3 separate regions of the Rattus norvegicus genome follow, and regions 1 and 2 are each linked to region 3. Evidence: chromatin contacts called from public Hi-C data. All regions are on one chromosome and are shown on one strand. Each heading gives the region's core, a stretch centred on a gene start, on an enhancer-like site or on the middle of the called end of the contact. The rest is flanking DNA. Distances are from core to core; before and after follow the strand shown.

Evidence for each region. A called contact is a pair of places that touch in the nucleus more often than the background predicts.
Region 1: a Hi-C map of Schwann cells shows a contact between it and region 3, with 4 times the contacts expected there. The contact joins the promoter of Rhoc here to the enhancer-like site in region 3. A contact is called at or near these places in 3 of 12 Hi-C or Micro-C datasets (the Rat2 cell line, Schwann cells and mammary epithelial cells).
Region 2: a contact with region 3 is called in a Hi-C map of liver, with 6 times the contacts expected there. The contact joins two enhancer-like sites. A contact is called at or near these places in 3 of 12 Hi-C or Micro-C datasets (liver and psoas muscle).

The regions. Positions count from the first base shown.
Region 1 is chr2:194,974,293-194,978,337 of GRCr8, reverse strand. Rhoc (ras homolog family member C) reads right to left here and starts at 2,752. Exons shown (of 5, transcript NM_001106461.1): 1 at 2,497-2,752.
Region 2 is chr2:194,941,125-194,945,202 of GRCr8, reverse strand. No RefSeq gene overlaps it. Among named protein-coding and RNA genes, the nearest start is that of Ppm1j, 24 kb to the left of the region's middle. Within about 2 kb of position 1,617, at least 32 of the 93 cell types and tissues checked have an H3K27ac peak or open chromatin away from gene starts, as enhancers often do. A contact at or near this core is called in liver, where this site is marked.
Region 3 is chr2:195,162,058-195,165,955 of GRCr8, reverse strand. No RefSeq gene overlaps it. Among named protein-coding and RNA genes, the nearest start is that of Wnt2b, 7.1 kb to the right of the region's middle. Within about 2 kb of position 2,390, at least 22 of the 93 cell types and tissues checked have an H3K27ac peak or open chromatin away from gene starts, as enhancers often do. A contact at or near this core is called in Schwann cells and liver, where this site is marked.

The DNA.
Region 1 (4,045 bases), core at 1,503-4,002, 190 kb after region 3:
TGGAAGCTCTGGTTGCTTTATTACCAGGATTTTGACAGTATTAATAATCACTAAATGCAAAGTAGAATAGATTGTCCCTCAAGAGCAGTCATGCCTTCCTGGTCACTACAGGTGTTAGGATAAAGCAAGGAGCCCTTGTAGAGCCCCTAGGTGTTTGTCTCTCCCTGGACACACACACAAACTTTGTTAGGAATTTTGAGAAAAATCTTCAGATCTCCAGTTGCCTGTTAGGGAGATGGTGGCCTTCCCACTTGAAAACAAAATAACAGAAGTCTAGGTACATATGTATGTGGCGGTCAAAGAACAACTTTGTAGTCCGTCCACCTTTGCATGGGTTCCGGAATCAAACCCAGGTAATCATGCTTGATTAGGAAGCACCTTTGTCCACTCAGCCTCTCCAAGATCCTTCTCAGGGATCCAGGCCTCCCTACTTTGACATCAGTAGGCAACTGAGGCTCAGTGAGGTTTAGACAAAGTGCAGGGACAGCTCTCAAATCGGGGTTTTGTGATTGCGGCTGCCTTGCCTACACAGGTGAAAACAGAAGCAGAGGGGCTAAGGCAGAGGACAGTGGAAGAGGTGGGCTGGCTTTCCTGACCTACCCCATCCCTTCCCCAATGTCTCAAGTCACACAAAGAAGGCTCAGTCCTGGCAGCTCACGCTCAGGCAGTCTGTGCCCACCCCCTCCTTCCTGGGCCTGGCTGCAACACTCAGTCACTCAGCTCCTGACAGGGGACAATGACCACACTGTGGAGCCACACAACTATCACAGCGCTGCTGTGACTGAGCTAAACCCACTTGGGAGTCACCTCACCCACTTTCTGGAACAGCCCCTTCCTCCTTGTGACCAGCTGACCCTTAGGCCCTGCAGACACCTCCCTGTGACTCGAGGTAAGGAGTCAGCTTCTCGAAGTTTATGTGTTCTGTCCTGAACCCCAACACACATGACCAAGTCGTTGGGGACTGGTCAGGGGAGCTGACCAGGTTAGTGAGGTCCCTAGGCCTACACAGCCTGGGAGGGACAGTGCCAGACAGCTCCAGAGTAGAGCTTTAGAGAAGGCTGTGGGGGAGGGGGCTAGAGCCCGGGCTGGGAGGAGCCTCAAAAGAAAAGACTAGTGAGGATCAGCCTGAGCCTTGACCAGGCGGGGAGCAGTTAAGAAGGGGACAGTAACCTGATCTCGGCCCCAAACTTGGCTTTTCCTTTCAGTCCCCAATCCTGTCTGGCTCCACTGAACTCCTTTACTCCCTACGTGCCACCACCTCAAACCCTGGCCTGTGCCTGCCTTTTAGAAGCAGAGTATCCCTGCCCCAGGCTGGCTCTTCTCAGCATCAGGCCCCAGCGTGGTTCCTCTCTCACACACACACACACACACACACACACACACACACACACACACACACAACTGGGATGTGAGGGAAGAGGACATGAGTCACAGAGAATTTATAGGAGTTGAGTATGTGCAGACACACTTCCCACCCCCCACCTCAAGGGGTTTTCCCGAGTACCCCCAAAAGGCTGGGAAGAAGGCATTCACTCTGTTGCCTATCTCCTTCAAAAGTGAGATCTGAGAGGTGTACCCAGGTAACCAACCTACAGGATTGCTTCCAACTCCCGCACCTACTCCCATTAATTCAACCAGTCAGGCTGTATACAGGCTGGCGGAGACAACCCCAACCCAGGGTAGGCAGTGTAGATGAAGCGTGACAACACTAAACACTAGTCACGTCCCCATGCATGTGCCACGGCTGTCCCACAGCAGCGAGGCGACTGGGCATCTGACGGTGGGAGGCAGAGGCCGGAACTCCGTGGCTGGGTTAGAGCCCCCAGCTTAGAAGATTCTGCATCTAGGCTCTGCTTAGGCCAGAAGAATTGGGGACTCAGGCCAAACCAGGACATTAGGCCCAAGGCCAAAATGGCATGATGGTCTGGCTAACACTCCCTGTGAAAGGCGGCTCCGGAGGAACTGCCCCACTAACCCTGAGACAATGAAATGTCACACAGGGCCCCGGAGAAGGGTCTGGAACTTTTGGGACCTTCCCTGGGACAAGACATTAGCCCTCCTTAATACTCTCTTGATTTTTCCAGGTGATCCAACAGGCCTTTGTACTCTGCTCCCCTGAGATCTAGGCAAGAATCACTCTTTGGGCAACACCTTTTCCTTAACTTTAAAGCCATGAAGGAAGATCCGGGCCCCAGCTTTCTGCCCAACCCCCTAACACTCCCAAAAGGGTAGGAGGCAGAGTTGGGGATTGGGGTGTTTTGTTCTTTTTTTTTCTCCCCCTTTCACTCTCAGACCCACATACACCACAGAGGAGCAGGATCTTTCCTAGTCTTCTCAACCTCTTAGCTCAGATCAGCTCCAAAACCCGTCTAGGGCGGCGTCCTGACCCGCCAAGCAGTAGCAGCCCCCAATGGTCACATCCCGCCCCTATTCCCGCCATTCCCCATCCCAGGCCAGAACTCCCACCCCTAGCCAGCCTGAGGCCCTGTTCCTTACTCCCCGCCCGGAACTGGAGCTTCTGGGTAGAGTCGCTCAGGGAGATCCAAGTGTGTTCCTGGCCCAGCTAGGGAGGTCCGGAGAGGCAAGACTCAGAAAGGGAAGGGGCTCTGGGCTGTGGTTCGAGAGCTCAGGAGGCGAGAGCGCCTGCCCCGCGGCACAGGACGCTCTCCCATACCCCGCCCGGAACCCCCTCCTGAGCCGTTCCCCGAGCGATCCGGGAAGCAGGAAAGTGCTCTCCTCCGAGGTCAGTTCCCACGACGCCTCGCCACCCACCAGCTGGGGCCCCGTACCTTCTGCTCCGCCGCCTCCAGCTGCGCGGCCGGTGCCGGAGGCTGAGACTGACCCGAGCCCCGCCCCACTCTCCAGCACCGCTCCGGGGCGGGTCCGTCAAGGGGAGGGGGGTCGACGGGGGCGGCCCTTAGCATGGCCCGCCTCCGCTCTGGGCCCCGGGTGGCCGCAGGTCACCCCGGCTCAGGACCCGGCATGGGGCGTGGGGCTGGAGCTGGAGGGACCATGTCCAGAAATGTTTGGATTGCTGGGTGATGAGAGGGCGGGTGGGACCCCCGGAGGACTCGGCCTCTGCCCCACTTCCAACCCGTGGGGGGGCGGACCCGCTTCGGGAAAGTTGAGCGACTCCCAGGGTGGGGTCAGCGAGGGCCACTGCTGCCCTCCCGTGGCCAAGCAGCCCTCGACGTTCCAGTATCTCCTACCCCCTAGCCGTAACCGAGGGGACGGGTTATGCAGAAGCTGCCCACTCTCTTCTCCAGGAATCACTGCAGTAAATGCAACGTGACGCTAACCGGAGCCTTGGAGGCCTTTTGTGATCTACAGTCCCCAACTACCATCGCCTTACAAGTCCCTTCCTTCCTTCACCGGGAATTTCCCTACGTCCTGTTAACAGCACACTCCTGGAAGTGCTTCTGTGTCCTCGACTGGAAACTGACCTCATACTCCTATTGTATTGTTGTGTTGTTGATCCCAGTCTGACGTGTTACTTACCTGATCATATATCTCCTTCCTTATAAAGGGCTAAAGAAGTGGGTGTATAAGGAAGTCTACTGCTAGTGCTGGATACTTTATACACACACAGGTCTCTACTCTGGAATAAGTTCACCAGTTCCCTTTTGCCTGTAAAGAAAGTGAAGCCCAGAGATGTGTCACGATTTGTGACAGCAGGAATTTATAGTGAGGTGAGCTATGGTGACACACAAGAAGCTAAGGCAGGTGGATCTCTAGGAGTTAGTTGCAGGCCGTCCTGGGCTACATTGAGACCCTGTAGCAAAAACTCTTATCAGTCAGTCAAATTTACAGTCAGGCCTGTGGGACACCCAGGCATGTGCTGGCTCCATGCTGCCTGCCATGCTCCCGCTCCAACCTGCTCCCTGCACCATCCAACCAACCTCTGCTCATCATAGGTTTCAACAAAGATTTGCCAGAATAAATGCATGGAGTCTACTGCAGGTACAGCTGGGCGGGTGGTTCATGCCTGTAATCTCAGCACTCCCGAGGGAGCAGAGTTGCCACAAATTCCAGGCCAACATAGGCT
Region 2 (4,078 bases), core at 368-2,867, 220 kb after region 3:
GAGAGAGAGAGAGAGAGAGAGAGGGAGAGAGACAGAGAGAGACAGAGACAGAGAGAGACAGAGACAGAGACAGAGAGAGAGACACAGAGAGACAGAGAGACAGAGAGAGAGACAGAGAAAGAGAGAGACAGAGAGACAGAGAGAGTGTTTCAATTAAGTTTAAATAGAACAATTGGTTACAAGCAAAAGCATCTGAAACAGCCCCACTCCTTCTGTTAGGAGTCCCACAAATACAGCAAGCTACACAGCTATGACATATAGACGAGGTCCTAGGTTAGACCCACGCAGGCTCCCTGACTTTAGTTCAGTCTCAGCGAGTACCTGTAGGTCCAGGTTTGTTGGTTCTGTGGTTTGTTTGTTTGTTTGTTCGTTGTGATGTCCTTGACCCTTTTGTCTCCTACAACCTTTCCTCCCCTCCTTCTGCAGGATCCACTGAGTTCTGCCTAATGTTTGGCTGTCGGTCTCGCTTCTGTTTCCATCATTGCTAGATGGAGCCTCTCCTGCCAGTCTTCTGTCTATGAGTTATAGCATTTACTTATTTATTATATATGAGTACAATGTAGCTGTCTTCACACACACCAGAAGAGGACATCAGATCCCATTACAGATGGTTGTGAACCACCATGTGGTTGCTAGGATTTGAACTCAGGACCTCTGGAAGAACAGTCAGTGCTCTTAACCACTGAGCCATATCTCCAGCCCTTCTTTACTTTTTTTTCCTGGACATGTTTGGTTCTATTCTGGGTCTCTGGGCCACCCAGCCTCTGGTTTCTGATTCTTGAGGTAGTGTCAGGTGTGGGCTTCTTTTCGTCGCACAGATCTCAAGATGGACACAATTTCTGTGCCACCCCAGCACATCATGCTCGCAGGACAAATTGTAGGTCGAGGGTTCTGTGGCTGGGTTGGTGCCCCAGGCCCTCCACTGGAAGTCTTTCTTGGACCCTTGTCCTCCTACTGGGTTGCCTCATCCAGACTTAATATAAGGGGAGGTGTTAAGATTTCTTGCAACTTGATACACAGCATTTGGTTGATATTCCTGGGAGACCTGCCCTTTTCTGATGGGAAAGCCAGGAGGTGCAGTTGGGGCGCTGGGGGGTGGGGAAGGGTAGGGACTGGAAGGAGAGAAAGGAGGAGAAACTGCTGGGGACAGAATAGATGAGAGAATAAATTAATACATAAAAAGAAACAATTCGGGGCTGGGGATTTAGCTCAGTGGTAGAGCGCTTACCTAGGAAGCGCAAGGCCCTGGGTTCGGTCCCCAGCTCCGAAAAAAAAAAAAAAAAAAAAAGAAAAAAAGAAACAATTCGTTGCAACTGTAGGCTTTAGTCAATTAAAAGATGTCAGAGAGGCAGAAGTAGGGCCTAGATGGGATGGATACAGACGCAGGATCCGGGGAAGTTAAGAGATATGGGTAAGATTTGGGGAAGGAAATTTGTCTTCCGTTAAGAGCAGGGCAAGGCTGTTCAGTGATACATTCTGTGAAGACTGCGGTGCCCTCCTTCCCACTTAGCCTGTGGGGTTAAACTTTCACTCCCAGCGATTCCTACCCCTTTGTCACCCCACCCCCCCCGGGACGCGTGGCGCAAGGTCGGTGGATGGGAGGATCGCAGCTGAGCGCGGATCATCCTACGCCTCCACAGCAGGCGAAGCATACTCGGTTCTGCGCAGAGCTCAATCTAGACCCCGGGAGTCTGGACGCGCAGCGCCCCCTCGCGTTAGGACAGGCCAGGTGCCGCAATCGCAAAACTGCCGGGCGCCGGTCAACCCGCACAACCCCCGCTCCCCATCCAGAACCGCTCCCTGTTAACCCCCGACTTCTCTCAAAGCCCGGCCGGGCGGCTCCTGGAGAAAGTCTTCCCAAAGCAAGGTCTTGTGGGTAAGAAGAAATACAAGGGTGCGTGCTGATAATGTCTATTGAGGGACAGTGAAAAGATTCACCTCCTTGGTTTTGGTTTCGTTCTAACCAATGTTAAAGTGCATCTTACATGCAATAAAATACTGCTATTTGATGTGGATATTTAGCTGAGTTTTCACAGGCTTGTAGTACTTCCGTGATCGGAATTTCATGATGGAGCTGAGGACGTCTCTGACGATAGAGTTAGTGCTTACTTAGCAGGCACGAATCCCCGAGTTTATCCCCACAGCAGAAGCCTAGCTTATGGTGCATTTTGCAAACCCAGCACTTAGGAGGCAGAGACACGAAGTTGATCGAATTCACTTTTGAAGCAATCTGACTTTGTCTTTAAATGTTTTTTAAAATTATTCTGTGTGTTATGTGCATTCGTGTGTGTGTGTGTGTGTGTGTGTGGGTGTGTGTCCTGTATATAAATACACCTCATACATAGCTGATACCCTTGTAGGGAGAGTGTGTAGAAACTCCTGGAATCAGACAGATGTGAGACTCCATGTGAATGCTGTGAATTAAACCAGGGTCCTCTAGCAGAGCAGTAAATACCACTGGACTATCTCTCTAGTCCTGTTTCTTTATTTCTTTTTATCTTTATTTTTTTTTTTTTCCGGAGCTGGGGACCGAACCCAGAGCCTTGTGCTTGCTAGGCAAGCGCTCTACCACTGAGCTAAATCCCCAACTCTTTATTTCTTTTTAATTATTTATTTATTTTTTTGTGTGTGGGTTTTTGCCTGTATGTTACCCCCTGTATGATCACCCTAGAACTGGAGTTACAGACGTTGTGAGCCACACTTGTGGGTGCTGGGAATCTAACTGGGTCCTCCAGTGAATAGCCCGAGCTCTTAAACACTGAGCCATCTCTCCAGCCCTCAGATTAACTTTTTAAAAGATTTATTATATGTGTGTGTGTGTGTGTGTGTGTGTGTGTGTGTGTGTGTGTATGCACACTGTAACTGTTTTCAGACACACCAGAAGAGAGCATCAGAACTCATTACAGATGGTTGTGAGCCACCATGTGGTTGCTGGGATTTGAACTCAGGACCTCTGGAAGAACAGTCAGTGCTCTTAACCACTGAGCTATCTCTCCAGCCCTCAGATTAATTTTTAATTGTTATAAAGTTGAGCTGCCCCAACTTGTTCACTGAAAACATTTGACTTGTACTAAAGCTTTATATCCCCAAATGTATATTAAAAACAGCAATACCTCATGCTTATCGCTAATTTTCCACTTGTAAATATACACTTACTTGAAGCAGGAAGATGCCTTAGCAGGTAAGGAATTTAATTCCCAGAATATACATGGTGAAAGGAGAGAACTTGCATCCTTTGACACATTGCAAGTTGTCCTCTGACCTCCACATGGTGCTGTATTACAGGATCAGTGTCCCCACTTGCCCCAACACAACACACTAAATATCAAATGGAACAAAGAAATAAAAAGGAAGGACACGGCTGCTCCTGGGTATGGTAGAGCAGAAGGTTTAATGTAGATAAAAGGGAGAACACAGCCAGAGGCACAGACATCTGGGAAAAACCAGAGTGAACATGACCCTGAGCCTGGCCATATGAGGAGAGGTGGGAAAAGAGGGGAACCTGTAGACCAAGAGGCTAGGAGGCCCAAAAGAGGAGGGACAACCAAAATGTATGGATTATATAGGGAAGAGTCTCTAGGGAAGGGCAGCCCAGCCCTTGGGCTGGAGAAGTTTAGGGTAGGAGGTGGAATATGCCAGCCAGAAGGACCCTATAATGGGTAGGAACTGAGGGATGCTGGGAGAACATGGTGGCCAAGTCTGCTTTGATGTTTAATAAGGTACCTCGGCCATTTGTCCCAGGTTTGAGACCTAACAAATAATATTAATTATATTATATACTTAAACACTTTTTAACTCACAGGGGTCAATATCTAGCATCCAGAACTATTGATAACTGGAAAATGGGGGGACATATTTGAGGATAAAATGTTTCTATCATAGCAGACTTTTAAGTATGTTCTCCATGTGCGCTGCATGCTAGGGGGATATTTATGGTGTCATTGTCACATGTTTGACATCAATAGTACAGCCAGATAGGCCTCACTCAACATGTGGAATTCTCTCTCTCTCTCTCTCTCTCTCTCTCTCTCTCTCTCTCTCTCATATGTGCCATGAAACTGGAAAGAGAATTATTTGG
Region 3 (3,898 bases), core at 1,141-3,640:
TTGCAGAGTTCCACCTGCCTTCAGAGCACGAATTAAAGGCATGGACAGTACACCCAGCTTCAAGTCACAGTCATTATTGCTAGTTTTGCTTCTATATATTTAACAATCTATTTATCTACCTATCATTTATCAATCTATCCAGTGTGTGTGTGTGTGTGTGTGTGTGTGTGTGTGTGTGTGTATGTGTGTGTGTGTGTGTGTGTGTGTGTGTGTGTGTGTTGTACCTGTGCCGTGATGTACATGTGGCAGTCAAAGGACAACTTTTGAGAGTGAATTCTCTCCTTCTACCATATGACTTGGTAGTGTACACCTTTGCCTGCTGAGCAATCTCACCAATTTGCTGATTTCAAATAAATAGAAACAAATAAAGCAGATTGTGGGATGATGTCACAGGTGAAGAAGGTACAAGATAGAATGAGGCAAAAAACAAGGAGGGCAGGAAAAAAGTTTGAGGGACAGAGAGGAGACTGGGACAGAAAGGACAGCAGAGGGGAGACAGTAGTTGCGGGACAACATGGGAGCTGACATTAAGATTCCACACTGTACCTTTACCAGTTGTTATAAATGTTCTTAAAGGATGGATCTGTACCAGGCTTTGTATGTTTAGGTGGGCAACTATATTTTATCAATTGGATCAAAGGTTATTGTGTCTTGTGGTCTTTCATGTGGAGAATTGAATTTTGGACAGTGTGTGAGATGCCTCAGAGTTGGGATGTCTGTTTCTGCCTTGGGAACTGGATGGGTAGAGAGATTGCTGCCAGGCTCAGAAAGAGGCCTTTGGCAGTGTGATATGGGATGGAGCAAAGCGGGTGAGAGGCTTTGCTGACTGAGACTAAGATATCCAGCAGATATCTTGGGGCACTTCTGTGCCGGATCTAGTGGGATAAAAGACTCTTTTATTTTTATATTTTTACAACGACAGCAGCTTTCCTCTATTTCCTCCTAATGTCCTCATTATTTTCCAGGCTCCATTCTGGAAATAACATCCCCAGCATATTACAAAAAGAAGCAAAAAAGGAATTTATTTTCAGCAGGATGTAATGATGCATATCAATGACCCCAGCATGAGGTGGACTGAGGCAGAAGGGTTGAGAGTTCAAGGCCAGCCTGGACTGCACAGCAAGAACCTGTCTAAAAAAAGAAAGAAAGAAAGAAAGAAAGAAAGAAAGGAAGGAAGGAAGAAAGAAAGGAAAGAAAATTCCTCAGATGGAGTTTGTCTGATATTTTTCTCATGATTTCTTGTGACACTAGGATTACAAAAGAGATCACAGAGGAGGAAATCCTGACACTATCATTTCCATAGTTTTGCCTTTTGCCAGGAATGCACAGTTGGAACCACAGCCTTTCAAATCCACTTCTTTCTGCTAGTGATATCCAAGGGAAGCTCCTCCACGTCTGTTGATAGCTCATTTTATCACTAAAACATTCCATTCTCGCACACGCACAGCTCATGTATCCATTCATCTCTGAAGGGCATGTCAGTTGCTCCCCAGTCTTGTCAGCTACGGAGAGATTGGCTATCAGCGTCAGTGTGCAGGGTTTTGTAGCCATCCCAATGAATGAGCGCACTAACTTGATCACATGGTAAGAGTATATAGCATTAACTGCCTTCCCAACTCACTGGGCCGTTTTACCATCTCTCTGGCAACAAATGTTGCTCTGTAACGACAAGAGACTCAAGTGTTATTTTTGTCACTGGGGCAAAAACTATCGCCCTGACTCCAATAATGTTGAGCCTGATGGCCCTGCTGAAGTATTTGTCAAGTTTCTCCCGTGGTAAAATTCTTTTTCCCTTCCATCCTCCATAGCTGTGTTGTATTTGTTGGAAAGATGTCAGAATGCGCAACCCACACTTAAGGATTAATTATACTTCGTGTCATCGAATGTGCAGTGTCTACATAAGTTACTTGGAAGTCTTTCTATGAGGGAGATTTGTCCTTTCCCCATTTATTTATTTGTTCAGTTGTTTGTTTATATTAACTCAGACTCATGGATATTTATTTTATTTTTTGAATTACTATCCAGAAATGCTTTTATTTTTGTTGCTCATGGCCGCCTCGGCCATCAGGAGCTTTATAAATTTGTCCCTGTGTTCGTATGAATCCAATGAGTGACTATAAGCCACCTAAACAAAAGAAGCTCTCTGGAGAAACTTCGGTAATATTTGTGTTTCTAAGAGCAAAAATTCTGAGAATGTCCAGGGATCCCTTATCCAACCTGGCTACAGGTGCGTTTGGTTCTACAAGAAGGCGATTCGGTCCTGGTGGAATCCCTGAACGCCACTCTTCCACTCTTGGGAACATCTCCCTTCTCCGTGTCCAGCCCTGAAACCAGGAATCCCCAAAATGAAGCTCGGCCCTCTGTCCTTCCAGAAAACGCCACGGCGGGGCGCCCTGCGCAAGGGGTGCGTTCCAGCCGGCCGCGAGCGTCGCAGAGGGCTGGGCGTCTGGGCTCGCTCAGTCGGGTCTCCACGGAACCCCGACCCTGGCCCGACCCCGACGACCTGCCTCACCCCTGGGTCTGCGGCGTCTCTCTGGGCCACATCCGCGCGTTGTGACGCCCAGAACAGAGCGATCGCAGCGAGAGTGGCCCGCGGGCTCCACTCCCCTGGGCGCCCTCCCGCCCTCCGCTGCCCATTCCCACAGACAGCCGCGGGGCGCTCTCGGCCCCGACCCCGCCCTTCTCTCTGGTTCCGGGCTTTCACGGCAGGGCAGACCCTTAGCCAGCGCACCAAAAGCCAGCGATAAACAGCTGCAGCTGGAGACCTGGCTAATTGATACAATAAGTTCTGTAATTGCCTCGAAAATAAGGTAATGATTTGGCAGAGGGAATGCTTTGATCTTATCAGCCCAGAGAGATCTCTCCAAGGAAAATTCAGGGACTGGCTGGAGGCTTCCAATTTGGAGTGTAATGCCGAGGGCCAGCCTCATTCCCCCACTCCCACCCCTCCCCCACGTTCCCTATGTCCTTCTGCAAGTTCTGGGCTTTTCAAGAAGGGATTGCCAAGTCCTAAAATGACCGAAAAGTACACACAATTAGGCCGTGAGCTATGCGTCGAAGAGGGGTAGATTCTGGACTGTTCGGGAACAGGGGGATGTCCGAAATGTATAATCCAGTCCTGGAAAGGCTACAGAAGAGATTGGAATGGAGGTGGGAGGCTAGTTTGGCTCAGGCCTCAGACTTTTTTTTCACACAGGGAGGCTTGCTGGCTTGGACTTTACTCGTAGGTGGGGGTACCAGAGGAGAGAACCTTGTGTGCCCTGCCTCTCCAAGAACAAACACCCACACACACGCACGCACACCCACGCACGCGCGCGCACACGCACGCACACACATACACGCGCGTGTACACACACACACACACACACACACACACACACACACACACACACACACACGGGGAGCGCCGTGGGTGTCCCTGCAGGGCAGAGGCTCCAGCACAAAGAGGATTAGAGAGATGAGCTAATCTGGTTTGTATCCCAGACATGGCCCCAGAAAGGACCCTGTCTACTGATGTTTAAGGAGTGGAGTAGTGTCGAATCTTGCTTTGAGGGCCTTGCTGGCTGACACTAACAGAGACCTCACCCCACAGGCGTCCCTAAGACGCTAGAGTCCAGGCTTCAGGGTCAGATTTAGGAAACAGAGAGACAGAGGCCTTGGGGCATAACAGAATGGCCCATGCTAAAGAAAGAAGAGAAAGACAGAGGACCTTCCCCAGCAGAAACTAGCTCTCCATTCACTTTCCAGTGGGGAAACTGAGGCCCAACGTGGGAAAGTGACTTACAGTATTGTAAATAATGCCCAAGTACTGCGTTGAGTTGAAGGTAGAAAGCTTTTTTTTTTTTTTTTTTTTTTTTTAAATCTTTTCTGGCTCTTGGAGCTGAGGGCAGTTAAAGTC